Linked DNA regions of Sus scrofa: region 2 is linked to region 1. The links are chromatin contacts, called in public Hi-C maps. All regions are on one chromosome and are shown on one strand. The core of a region is the stretch at or near the end of the contact, and the rest is flanking DNA. Distances in the headings are between cores, read along the strand shown.

The links. Hi-C and Micro-C count contacts between places; a contact is called where the count stands out from the background.
Region 2: a Hi-C map of liver shows a contact between it and region 1, with 1.9 times the contacts expected there. The contact joins the promoter of PLIN3 here to the promoter of SAFB2 in region 1. A contact is called at or near these places in 1 of 5 promoter capture datasets (liver) and 1 of 47 Hi-C or Micro-C datasets (liver).

What each region holds. Positions count from the first base shown.
Region 1 is chr2:73,331,583-73,337,505 of Sscrofa11.1, forward strand. It overlaps SAFB2 (scaffold attachment factor B2), which reads left to right and starts at 2,960. Exons shown (of 18, transcript XR_002341685.1): 1 at 2,960-3,297; 2 at 4,482-4,569. It overlaps SAFB (scaffold attachment factor B1), which reads right to left and starts at 2,912. Exons shown (of 21, transcript XM_021084024.1): 1 at 2,440-2,912. The coding sequence starts at 2,802.
Region 2 is chr2:73,966,533-73,972,455 of Sscrofa11.1, forward strand. It overlaps PLIN3 (perilipin 3), which reads left to right and starts at 3,694. Exons shown (of 8, transcript NM_001031778.1): 1 at 3,694-3,731.

The sequences.
Region 1 (5,923 bases), core at 1,710-4,209:
GGCTCTCTAGGCAAGTCTCACCTCCCACTCCAAAAGCCCACTGTTTACTTGAACAGCCCCCACTCATGCTCAGCACTGTGCCAGGCACCAAGGAGGCACTCTGGAGAAAAAAAAAATAAAACTGAACTTGTCAATGCTGACATCCTGAGATACCGAGTTTCACATTTATATTTTGTTAACCCTTTCTCTACCAGACTATCCTGTGAACAATAGTTCTGTTTAAACCCATTTCAAAGACTATTTGTAAACAGCTTCAAAGATTCTCGGGAGTCTCCCAGTCTAAATTTAGAATGGGGCTAGGGGGCTCCATACCTACTCTCTACCAGAAACAAAGAAAATCTCTCCCTTTTCTCTGAAGCCAGAACCAGAAGACTGAGTTATCTCCTGGGATCAAGGAAAGCACAAACAGAAAGTTCCTCACCCTCTTCCTGGGGAAAGAAGATTCTGGAACACCAAGATTCTGGTACAAGAACTACCTCAGACAGATGTACCAGTTTGACCCTCAGTGTATCTCTGGGTGTAGTGTTTATAGCATCATCCCTAGGGGGGACTATAGGCTATGACTGATTCTTTTGGGCCTCAGCAAATTACAGTTTGTGTGTTCCCCCACCTTTCCCTCTTTTGCCCTTCCTAAAAAAAAAAAAAAAAAACAAAAAAAAAAACAAAGGAACGAAAAACTAGATGATAGACGTAGAAGAGAAAAACATCAGTACTCCCAGATTTGCTTGGGCAGAGTGGCAGATAGGTGTGTACACTCATAGTATTTTTGTAATTTGAGCACATCCCTAGAAAACGGAAAAGGAAGAAAGATGGATCTATCCCCTCAGAGATGCTAGTGACAGAAGATTTCTGAAGTCACACACCAGTCTCAACCACCAGCCTGACAGGAAGGTTCAGTGCCATCTTATCAGCATTGCAGGCTTGTAGACTAAGGGAAAAAGGATACCCCCCCCCCCCAGTTTGGCTTTGTTGACAAGAGGTCCTGGAGGCTACTAACGACATGGATGGGGGGGCAGGGGGCGGTGCCTTCAACCCTCATCCTGCTTGCATCTTTTCCAGGTAAACATCTTAATCAAATGCCTAACCTGTCTGAGTAAAGGAAGTTAGTATCCATACTGAAAGAAACACAGGCTTTCTGAGTTAGACCCAACTGACTCAAGGGAAGTAATTCACCACTCCCAAGCCTGAGCTTCTCAACCAGATAATAGAAAATAATCCCCATTTCCTCTAAATAGCAATTAATAAATAACCCCCCAATCCTCAGTTGTTTGGGAGGCAGGAGGGTGGAATGAGTCACAAACCGCACCGTCTGGAGGGCTTGGGGGTGGGGTGGGGGGTGTTGGATTAAGTGGCAAGGCTTAGCGATTACACGGAAGACCCAAGACAAGTGTCTCTAGGTTGCAAAAAGGCAAAGAAAGAAGCCACAGGAATAAAGCAAACCATAGGGTGAAACAGAAAGGCGCCAACATTTACTTAAACTCACTGCTCTTCACACGCATCCCTCAGAACCCCTCAAGACAGGGGTTAGAACCACCCTCTGCCGCTTGCCAATATCAAACGGTGGCACAGAAAGAAAAGTGACTTGTAACAGCGATCCTACTACCTCTGAGTGTTTACATGTGCTAGGCAACACGCCAAGCCTGTTTCATGCCATCTTACTTAATCCTAGCACGGAAGAACTATTACTTTCCTCTTCGAACACAAAAAGAAACAGGATCGAGAAGGGGTAGTAAATGTCTTCCATGCCCAAGATCAGGCCCCTGGGCCTGGCAGGGGCCTGATCTCTCCCCAACCCTCTATGTTCTATCTCGCGATTGCTAACTGCACTTCCCTTTGCATGCTGTGTCCCCGAGTCCGTGCTGGAAGGTCCCTAAGCCGTTTTTTCTCTCTCTTGGAAGATTTTTTTCGGAACGATTACTTTAACAGTTCATTCAAGGCTTCTAGGCCATAACGGATCAAGGAGCATCTATCTTCCCAAAGGAGAACCGCGCGGCCCGCACGGGCTCAGGGAATCAGACGGCTTGGGTTCAAATCCCCACCTCCCCACTCGGGTCGAATGACCTTGGCCCAGTCCCCACGCCGCGGAGGAAATGAGGATTTCAAGGTTCCGCGTCCACTTTCGCAGACTGGGATGAAACCAACCAAAAAAAAAATCCCTAAAAAACAGTGAATGATGCGGAAAACACAGGCCTTAGCCGATGTCACCCGTCACCCCAAACTTCCCCCGTTCGCTTCCCCAGTCTCGCCCCGATGCGACTCTAGACTTCGAACCTGGAGCTCCCGCCGGAGCCAGAGAGAAGCCGGGAGAAGCGCTGAGCGCCAGGCCCAAAGCAGGCCGCAGACAGGGCCGGGGGCGGACCCCGAGGCCAGGACGCCACCGTCGTGGCTGCCGGGGTCCCCCAACCCACTTCCTGCCCACCCCCAAGGCCCCGGCTCCACCTTTTTGAGCCGCTCCATCAAAACGCTCTTGTTGCCGCTCGAGTCCAGATTCCGTTTCCTCAGCTCCGCCCGCAGATCAATCACCCGCAGGTCGCTGAGGCGCCGCGTCCCGGTCTCCGACGAGGCGGAACTCAGAGCGGCTGCGCCCGCCGCACTCGAATCGCCTAGGCCTGACAGAGCCTCCGCCATTCCAGGGACCCTGGCTCCGCCGCCCACTTCACACAGAACCGGGCAGGATTTATCTCGGCTTCTAGCACAAAATGGCGCCGCCTGCGAGGGAACCGCTCCAGCCGCCCCGGCGCGCCTCGCTCCTGCGCAGGCGCACCCGGCGCGGGTTCGACGCTCCCGGTCGCGTCTGCCCATGCGTGGTGAGAGACTTGGGGAACTGCGCGCAGGCGTGTTGCGTTTTGCTGGCCTCCCGCCGCGATCAGCCGGCACACATGCGTACTGCAGTTACGGCGCCTGCGCGTTGTGCCGGGTCACGTGCGTTTGGTCGACGCGCTAGCGTGCTTGCTGCTAAGAATCCCGGTAGGGGCCGCACGCATGCGCTGCCGGAAAAACTGGGCGGGAGGAAGCGAGTGCGTTTTCCTCGCCGGCGGCGCCATTTTGTGTTCAGAGCCGCTACTGCCGCCGGCGGTGTGAGGAGTAGGTGGCGGAGACGGGGTGCCCGGGATGGCGGAGTCTCCGGCAGGGTCCGGTGACTCGGGTTCTGGCACGGCCAGTGTCGTCTCGGGCGCTTCAGAAGCCGGGACGCGGCGGCTCAGCGATCTGCGGGTGATCGATCTGCGGGCGGAGCTGAAGAAGCGGAACCTGGACACGGGTGGCAACAAGAGCGTCCTGATGGAGCGACTCAAGAAGGTGAGGCAACCAGGGGCCCTGGGGTGGCGCAGGAAGCTGGGGCACGCCCCCGAGCGGGCCTGTCACCGTGACTCCCGGGCCCGGGGCGCCTCCGGCCCGCTTCTCGTGGCCGAACCCAGCCCGAGCTGTCAGGGACCGCGGGGATCCGGCTGTGTGACCTTGGCTCGTCACCGCTTCTCTCTGTGTCTTACCTCCTCCTTTTTTTCTAGTTAGTCGTTTCAAGAGCGCTGAAAGCCCACTATAGCTGCAGGGTGGCTTCTAGACTGCACCCGGGGTTTGGGTTGGAGACTGTTTGTGTGACCTTGGACAAGTGCTTTCCGTTACTTGCTCTTGTTTCTTGTCTTGGAGATCCAAGAGAGAAAGATCCTTTGAGGTTTTCTGTCTTGGAGAGGTTTTCTTTCTTGGAGATCCAAGACTGAAGATCCTTTGAGATTTCTCGGGGTGGAGGGTGCTTTGCTGGGTCCTGCCCCAGGACCTTTGTTCCTCCCTTGCTTTTCCCCCGGACTGCTCCTCTCCCAGGTCAACAACTGTCTGGCGCCTTGTCATTTTGGGGTCTGAGATGTCGAGTCGCCGACCAGCCTCCCTAAGTTCTGCTGCACTTCCCTGACTCCATATCGCACCATCCTGTGTTTATTGCTCCCACCTCAGGGGCACTTGACACAAACTGGGGCGGGGCGTTGTCATTTCCCAAGTCAGAACTAGCTTCTTGAGGATCAGGACCTTGTGAGTTCCCTGGGTTCGCCGCGCCTCCCCAGGCCCAGAAGGCACTGGGATACTTGTTGAGTGGAACCACTAACCTCTCCTCTACCCAGGTTGATGGGTGTTTTTCTACCTCAGGTCAAAGATGGCTGGGTTGACCAGCTCCTCAGCCCTTTGCCCCTGCCGCCTTTCTGCCTGTTACTTTGTTGACTTAGAGCAGAGGCATTTTGGAGGTTAGGGGTCATTTTGGAACTTGTCATTGACCCTGTTTCTGAACTGTCTGTCTTTTGGGTGAGGAGCCCAGAAAGAACTAGGGGGTACTGGGATCATCCTGTGCCTTTGGGGTTTGCAGCCCAGATAGCAGAACCAGACTTGTTTTTTGCAAGGAAAGGTTCACCTTTGTTCACAGGGAAGTCATTGCTTAAAAGAGAACAGTACATGCCCTGCAGTTTTTAGTAATGTTAAAATCTGTCTCTTCCTAATAGGCTGTGAAGGAAGAAGGGCAGGGGCCTGATGAAATTGGCATCGCCTTGGAAGCCACAAGCAAGAAGACAACAAAGAGATGCCTTAAAGGTATCCACTTGTACTTGTTGCTGCTTGGGGCCTCTGCCTTCAGAGCACTAATGTAGAGAACTGGTTTTTTAGCAGTCTTCCTGCTCCCCAGGTCAGAAAAGCTCCTTTGGACCTCGTTTTCCTCCATTTAGCTTACTTTTCTACTACCTAACATGTGGTTCCATCAGAGTGCTGAGAGAAATAGAGCTCTGTAGGTGCCAAGTTAAATTAAAATACATACTAGGAACATCTCAGCTCTTGTCACTGCGATTAAAAAAGAGCTAGAGTAAGGCACACTCTTAAAGCTGCCCCAACTGGTCTCCTTGGCTTCCTTCCTGGTTCAAAAAATAGGTCTCAAATCAAGGAAAATGACACCAACCTGAGACCAAATAGAACCCAACTTCTCTAGAGTCCAAAATAGATTGTTGGATTATTTGCACCTAGGCTATATTTTACCAGCGTGATTTTTTTTTTTTTTAATTCACATGCTGTAAAACTCACCAGTTTAAAGTGTATAATGCCGTGGTTTTTAGTATTTACATGGCTACGCAACCGTCACCACTAGATTGACATCATTTCCGTTATCCCAAGAAGAGCCCCCTGTGCTCGTTCTCATCTCCCTCTCCCCCAAGCCCCTGGCAATATGTAGTCAAGGTTCTGTCTCTGAGAATTTGCCTATTCTGGTCATTTCATATAAGTGGAATCATGTAACATGTGGCTTTTGTGTGTGGCTTCTTTTACAGAGCATTGCTTTTAAAGTTTATCTATAATATAACGCGTATCAGTACTTCATTCCTTTTTATGGCTGAGTTCAGTTATTTTTGGAAGTATTTAATTTCATAAAACTTAGGAACCTCATTAGATGTTGTCCTCATTATCAAAATTTACTGTGATAAGGATAGTATAATTTGAAACTTCTATATGATGGACTTGTTCTCTTGAAAGGTGCTACAAAAAAATTCTCAAAGCTGTATGTGTCCATTCATCTTAAGAAGTGCTGAGTTCAGGAGTTTGCATTGTGTCTCAGTAGGTTAAGGACGCAGTGTTGTCTCTGTGAGGAGGTGAGTTTGATCCCTGGCCTCACTCAGTGGCTTAAGGATCTAGCATTGCCTCAACCTGCGACATAGGTTGCAGATGCAGTTCGGATCCATTGTTGAAGTGGCTGTGCCATAGGGCGGCAGTTGCAGCTCCAGTTCAACCTCAGAGATATAACTGCCAGCCTGCACCACAGCCACAGCAACACAAGATCTGAGCCTCGTCTGTGATCTACACCACAGCTCACAGCAATGCCGAGTCTTTAACCCACTGAGCGAGGCCAGGGATCAAACCTGTGTCCTCATGGATACTAGTCAGGTTCGCTAACCACTGAGCCACG
Region 2 (5,923 bases), core at 2,444-4,943, 640 kb after region 1:
CTGTGAGCTGTGGTGTAGGTCGCAGACATGGCTCGGATCCCGTGTTGCTGCGGCCCTGGCGTAGACCAGCAGCTACAGCTCCGACTAGACCCCTAGTCTGGGAAACTCCATATGCCGCGGGAGTGGCCCTAGAAAAGGCAGAAAGACAAAAAAAAAAAAAAAAAAAAAAAAAGTAAAATGTTACAGCCACTCTGGAGAACAGTTTGGCAGAGTCTTAGAAAACTACATATGCACTTACCATACAACCCTGCAATTGCACTCTTGGGCATTTATCCCAGCTAAATTTTTGTTCACACAACAACCTATGAACAAGGGAGTTCCCCAGGTCTTGGCTCAGCAGTAATGAACCTGAGTAGTACCCATGAAGATGCAGGTTCAATCCTTAGCCTCACTCAGTGGTTTAAGGATCTGGTGTTGCCATGGTGAATTGTGGTGTAGTTCACAGATGTGGCTTGGATCCCATGTTGCTGTGGCTGTGGCTGTGGCATAGACTGGCAGCTGTAGCTTCTATTTGACCCCTAGCCTGGGAAGTTCCATACGCCACAGGTGCAGCCCAAAAAAGAACAAACAAACAAACAAAGCTGTGAACAAATATTAACAGTAGCTTTATTCCTAATAGCCCCAAACTGGAAACCTTGGTGTTCTCCATGGCTGAGTGGTACATAAACTGTGGTACACCCATACCAAGGAACACTACTCAGAAATAAAAGCAAGGTACTATTGACACTTGATATTCCCAACAACTTGGATGACTCTCCAAAGAATGATGCTGAGTGAAAAAGCCAATCCCAAAAGGTTATATACGCCATGATTCCATTTGTATAACATTTTCAAAAAGACAAAATTATAGAAAGAGACAACAGATTAGTAGTTGCCAAGTGTTAATGAGGGAGAGAGAGAAGGAAGTGAGTGTGATTTAAAAAAAGGGTTGCATGAGAGATCCTTAGAGTTATGGAACTGTTCTGTATAGTAACAGTGATGGTCGAGGCGTGAACCCACATACATGATAAAATTGCATAGAACAAAACATACATTCACATGCACGCAAAAGTAAACTGGGGAAATCTGCACAAGATAGATAGATTGTGCCAATATCCTGATTTTGATATTGTTCAGCACTACTTTTGAAAGATGCTCCCCCTGAGGAAAACTGGGTAAAAGGTACATGGGCTCTCTGCATAACTTTTATCTCAAAGAAAAAATTTAATTAAAAAAATGTCCTTGGGCCATCCTGTATCTTATCTGGCAATCATAGCTTTCAGGCAGGCAGGAAGGCTTCCAGGAGGAAGGGGCAGTGTTCCTAAGAGCCAAAGGTGTAGTAATCTTTCTTTCCCCTCCCCGATGCACACATGTGCCCCTGACCTTGCTCACAAGGTACTGGAGGTGGGGTTGATACCAGGGCAGACAGTGAGCATGGCTAGTCTCCTTTTGTTCAGAAGATGTGGGGCAAAATCACCAGGACTTGATTTCTCCAAATCAGAACTGAGTTGCATCCCCTTGACCAGGGATATTTTGGCCACATCCCAGCACTGAAGGCCACTGGAAAGCAGAAAGCTACTAGGCATATCTCCAGGTGATTTTTCCAGCTGTGTGACCTTGGACAAGTCACTTCACCTCTCTGAGCTCTACATACTCCAGACTCATTCTCCTCCTGCTCTCCCTCTCTCCTCACTTGGCTTCAGCCACTTTGGGTTTTGGATGCATCTTCAGCTCACCAGGCATATGGACCAGCCTCAGGGCCTTTGCACAAGCTATTACCACCATCAGGAACACTCTTCCCTAGACCTCTATGTGGCTCCCTTTCCTTCCCTTCCCCCTCATTTCTGCGTTTTTTGTTTTTGTTTTTTCTTGTTGTTGTTGGGTTTTTTTTTAGGGCTGCAGTCATATGCAGTTTTTAGGGCATATGTAGGTTCCCAGGCTAGGGGTCCAATCAGAGCTATAGCTGCCGGCCTACACTGTAGCCACAGCAACGCAGGATCCAAGCCACGTCTGCCACCTCCACCACAACTCACGGCAACGCTGGATCCTTAACCCCCTGAGCGAGGCCAAGGATCAAACCTGCATCCTCATGGATACTAGTCAGATTCGTTTCCGCTGAGCCACGATGAGGACTCCTCATTTCTGTTTTCAAACGGCACTCTGAAAAGCTTCCCTGACCACCCTATTAAAAAGTGCAGTCCCCACATTCTCAATTCTAGTCCTCTGCTTTTCTCAGTAGCATTTACCATCTCCTGACCCATTACACATTCCACTCATTTTTGTTTGTTTGCCCTTCCTCCACTGGGTGGTGAGTGTCACAAGGCCAGAATCTATGTTATTCACTCTTGCGCTCTCATTCAGCACAGCAGCTCAGTAGGAATTGCTGAATGAAGTAGAAACATGAACAAATGAGTAGGAAAAAAGGCCTGCCCACAAATATGAAAATTTTACCTGTTATAATTCTGTGTATCTGCTTTAATCATTTGGGGGCCTCAGATTCACTTAGGAATCTGACAAGCTGTGTTACTTAAGTATGTATGTTCAGCTTCTTGATGGGCAACAGCCATATGTGCCAATGGTCACTAATTGGGTGGTGCAGAGTTCTAGAACATGCCCCACATCTCAGAAAGCTCGTCACACAGCGCTAGTGTAGACCTTCTAAAAAAAAAAAAAGGCACTTAGTCACAGACAGTAGTTTTTTCCATGTTCTTTCTGGAAGTTCTAGAAGTCCCACCCCAACCCACATACTTCAGCAGAGGTGGCAAACTGGTGCCCTAGACTGGCTATGGCTCCACTGGGTTTTATTTGGTTCCTCAGAAGTTTTTTTAAAGAGGCTGAACACTTTGTCCAAAGTCTGGAATCCCTGTGGCTCTGTGAATCTCTGGGTGAGTCTCCCCCACAGTAAGGCTCTGCTCCCTCTAGGCGGGGCATGCTGCCACTTTTTTTAACAGAGGCATTTACCTCCTGTCTGGCCCCTGGGGCCATCTGAATTTGAGACCTTGGTTTACAGACCAAGAAAATAAAGGAGGTTTTTTTTTTTTTTGGAGGGGATCGGGAATCCAAGTGAAGCAACTCCAGTAAGAGATTGATCCAGGAGTCAGAAATCCATGAGTTGGCCTCTGCACTGCCCTGGGCTGTCTCTGGGCCTCAGTTTTCTCATCTGCAAAATGGGGATAATAAAGGAATGCATAGTGTTGGTATGATTAAGTGTTACGACGCAGGTCAGAGCACGTTGGTAATAATGCTGGGTCTGGCTCGGCTCCATCTTCCTCCCGCCCAGGGGTGGGGTGTGGTCCCTGACACGACGGAAGCATCACTGAATGATCTCTGAGTTCTCACAGCCTCAGTTTGGTCCCAGGAGAAAGCGGGTGGGGATCGCCAGGACTGCACTTAAGTCCCAGAATTCATAAGGTCCCTGGTGGGGAGGGCGCGTCCCTTGGCTGGATCCGGTGTCGTACTAGGGTCGTTCCCCACCTTGGAGACACTGCTGGGAGGGCACGCGCAGCCGCCAGGTCCGTCCGTCCCTTCTCAGGCAACACTTGAGCCTCCAACGTCTAGAGCGGGGCGAGGGGCGTGGCCTGGTGGTGGGCAGTCCCCCAACCGGATTGGTCCTCCGGCCCGTCACTCCCGGGCGCTCACCCCCCCCCCTCGCCGCCCCCGAGTATAAAGGTCCGCCTTGTCCTGGCCCAGGACGGTTTTAGAGCTGGCCTTGAAGTAGCTGCTGTTGCACCCTGGACGTCCAGCTGACCGCGGTGAGAGGCGGGGTCCCCGAATGGGGTGGGGAGGCTGGGAGCTGCTGAGCCTGGGACGCCTCTGGGGAGGAAGGGGCGGAGAGGGCCTTCCCAGGGTGCTCTGTTTATCTCCGCGGCCTGGGGAGGGGTCTCCAACCTGGGCTGAACAGCCCTCCCTCAGAAGAATCCAACTTTTGGAACAGGCTCAGACTTTCAGATTCTTCCCTCTCAATATATAGGACTTTCGTGGGGGCGAGGGAGCACGAAAGAGCTCCCCCACACACACACACACTAGAAGTGGCAGGATCAAGAGGGGGCTAAGTCCGTCCCAAACCACATCCTCTTGCTTTACAAACGCACCTTGGAGACAGGCTGCAGCCGGTTCCGCACAGGAATTCCGCTGTCCCTGGGTCTTCAGAGGGGCCCCTTTCCTCCCCGCACCGGGTGCCAATCCCTCGGCCTGGCAAAGCCCCCTCCCCTTCAAGTGGTTTTGCCCCCTGGGGACTTAGCCCCTCCCCAGCCCTCCTTCCGGCCTCCCAGCTGACCCCGGCGAGGTCTTGGGCAAATTCCGCCCCCTTCTCCTGGGTGGGTGTGGCCACTGGATTGCACAAAGTAGCAGTGGGAAGTTCCCTACCCCTTATCTGAATCCTTGCGACCTTTGTGAGAGAAGGGCCTGAGCCTACGTCCGCAGTTTCTGGGAACTTTGGAAGTTGGATCTTAGTATGTCCTGGCTGCGGCTGGAGGGCTATGTGACTTCCGCCACTTTCGGCCAGTTCTCCCTCTGGCAGCTGGAGTCAGCTGCAGGCACGTTGCTGATCCCCAGGACTTGAAATGGGTGTGCTGACATCTGCAACGGCAGCCCTTGGTTCAACTGGTTCCAGAGGGATTGATGGAAAAAAGGCATGGGAAAGAGGACCTTTGAGCTGCCCAGGAGAGTTGAGGCTCAAGGGAAGGTGAGGGGGAGAACAGGATTCAGGTGATATTCACCAGGGGTAGGTGTGCCTCCTTGCCCCACTTCCCATTTGGGGGGGAGGTCCTTCCTACCAAGCAGAAGCTCATTCCTGGCTGGCTTCACCCGTTTCTATGGGACAGACAGAGTGGTGTGAAATGGATCTGTTTATTGAGCACCTACTATGTGCCAGATACCAAGCTAAGTGCCGCATGTGCAGCCTCTCCTCCAGTCCACAGGGACTTTAGGCTAGGAACCATTATCCACATTTCACAGGTGAGGCAAGTGAGGCTCAGAGAGGAGGCTGCCTTCCCAACTTCTAGCTTCAGAGTTGTAAATCCAGGGTTAGAACCCAGTTTACTTTTTTTCTTTTGGCTGCACCCACGGCATGTGGAAGTTCCCTGGCCGAAGACTGAACTTGAGCCACAGCAGTGACCATGCCAAATCCTGAACTGTTAGGCTACCAGGGAACTCCTAAAGCTCCATTTAGACTCCAGAACTGATGCTCTCAAAAGCTCGGTTAGCTGAGTTCCACTTGCAGGATGGTGAAACATGGAGTCTGGGAGGAAATTCACAGACTCAAGGTCAGGGGTTCTCCACAGGCTCATTCCAGAACGACCTGAGGAACCAGCCTTAAGGCAGGTACTACCTTTAGCCCCATTTTACAGACAAAAGGACTGAGGCAGGGGAGAAGACCTTCCTTGCCCAATGTAGCACAGCATGGGTAGAGCTGGGACTCCTGAAATCTAATCTGACAACACTCTGCCCATCTCATCTCACCTGGCCAGGAAAATGGAGCACAACTGTTGAGGCCATTGAGCCTGCAAATGTGTGCATTAGGCTTACCCAGGGAGCTCTCCCTTGCTGTTCCCATTTCCCTGAGATTGACTTGATTGGTCTGCAGAGGGGCCAAGCATGGTCTAACTTTTTCCTGTGGCATGTGGGAGTTCCCAGGCCAGGGACTGAACCTGCTCCACAGAAGCTACCTGAGCCATAGCAGTGACAAATCTGGATCCTTAACCCATTGAGCCACCAGGGAACTCCTTTTTTTTTTTTTTTTTTTTTTTTTTTTTAAGCTTAACTGTTTTTTGAACAGGTAATACTATCTACCTGGCTTAAAAGTCAGAGGCCTTCCCCAGTTATCCGATCTTCCTACCTGAAGGTGGCCACTGTTAACAGTTTCTTGTGTCTCTTTAAAGACTCTGTGCAAATACAAGCAAAAACTTTAGCCCCACTCACACCTTTCCTCTCTTAATAGTATCTT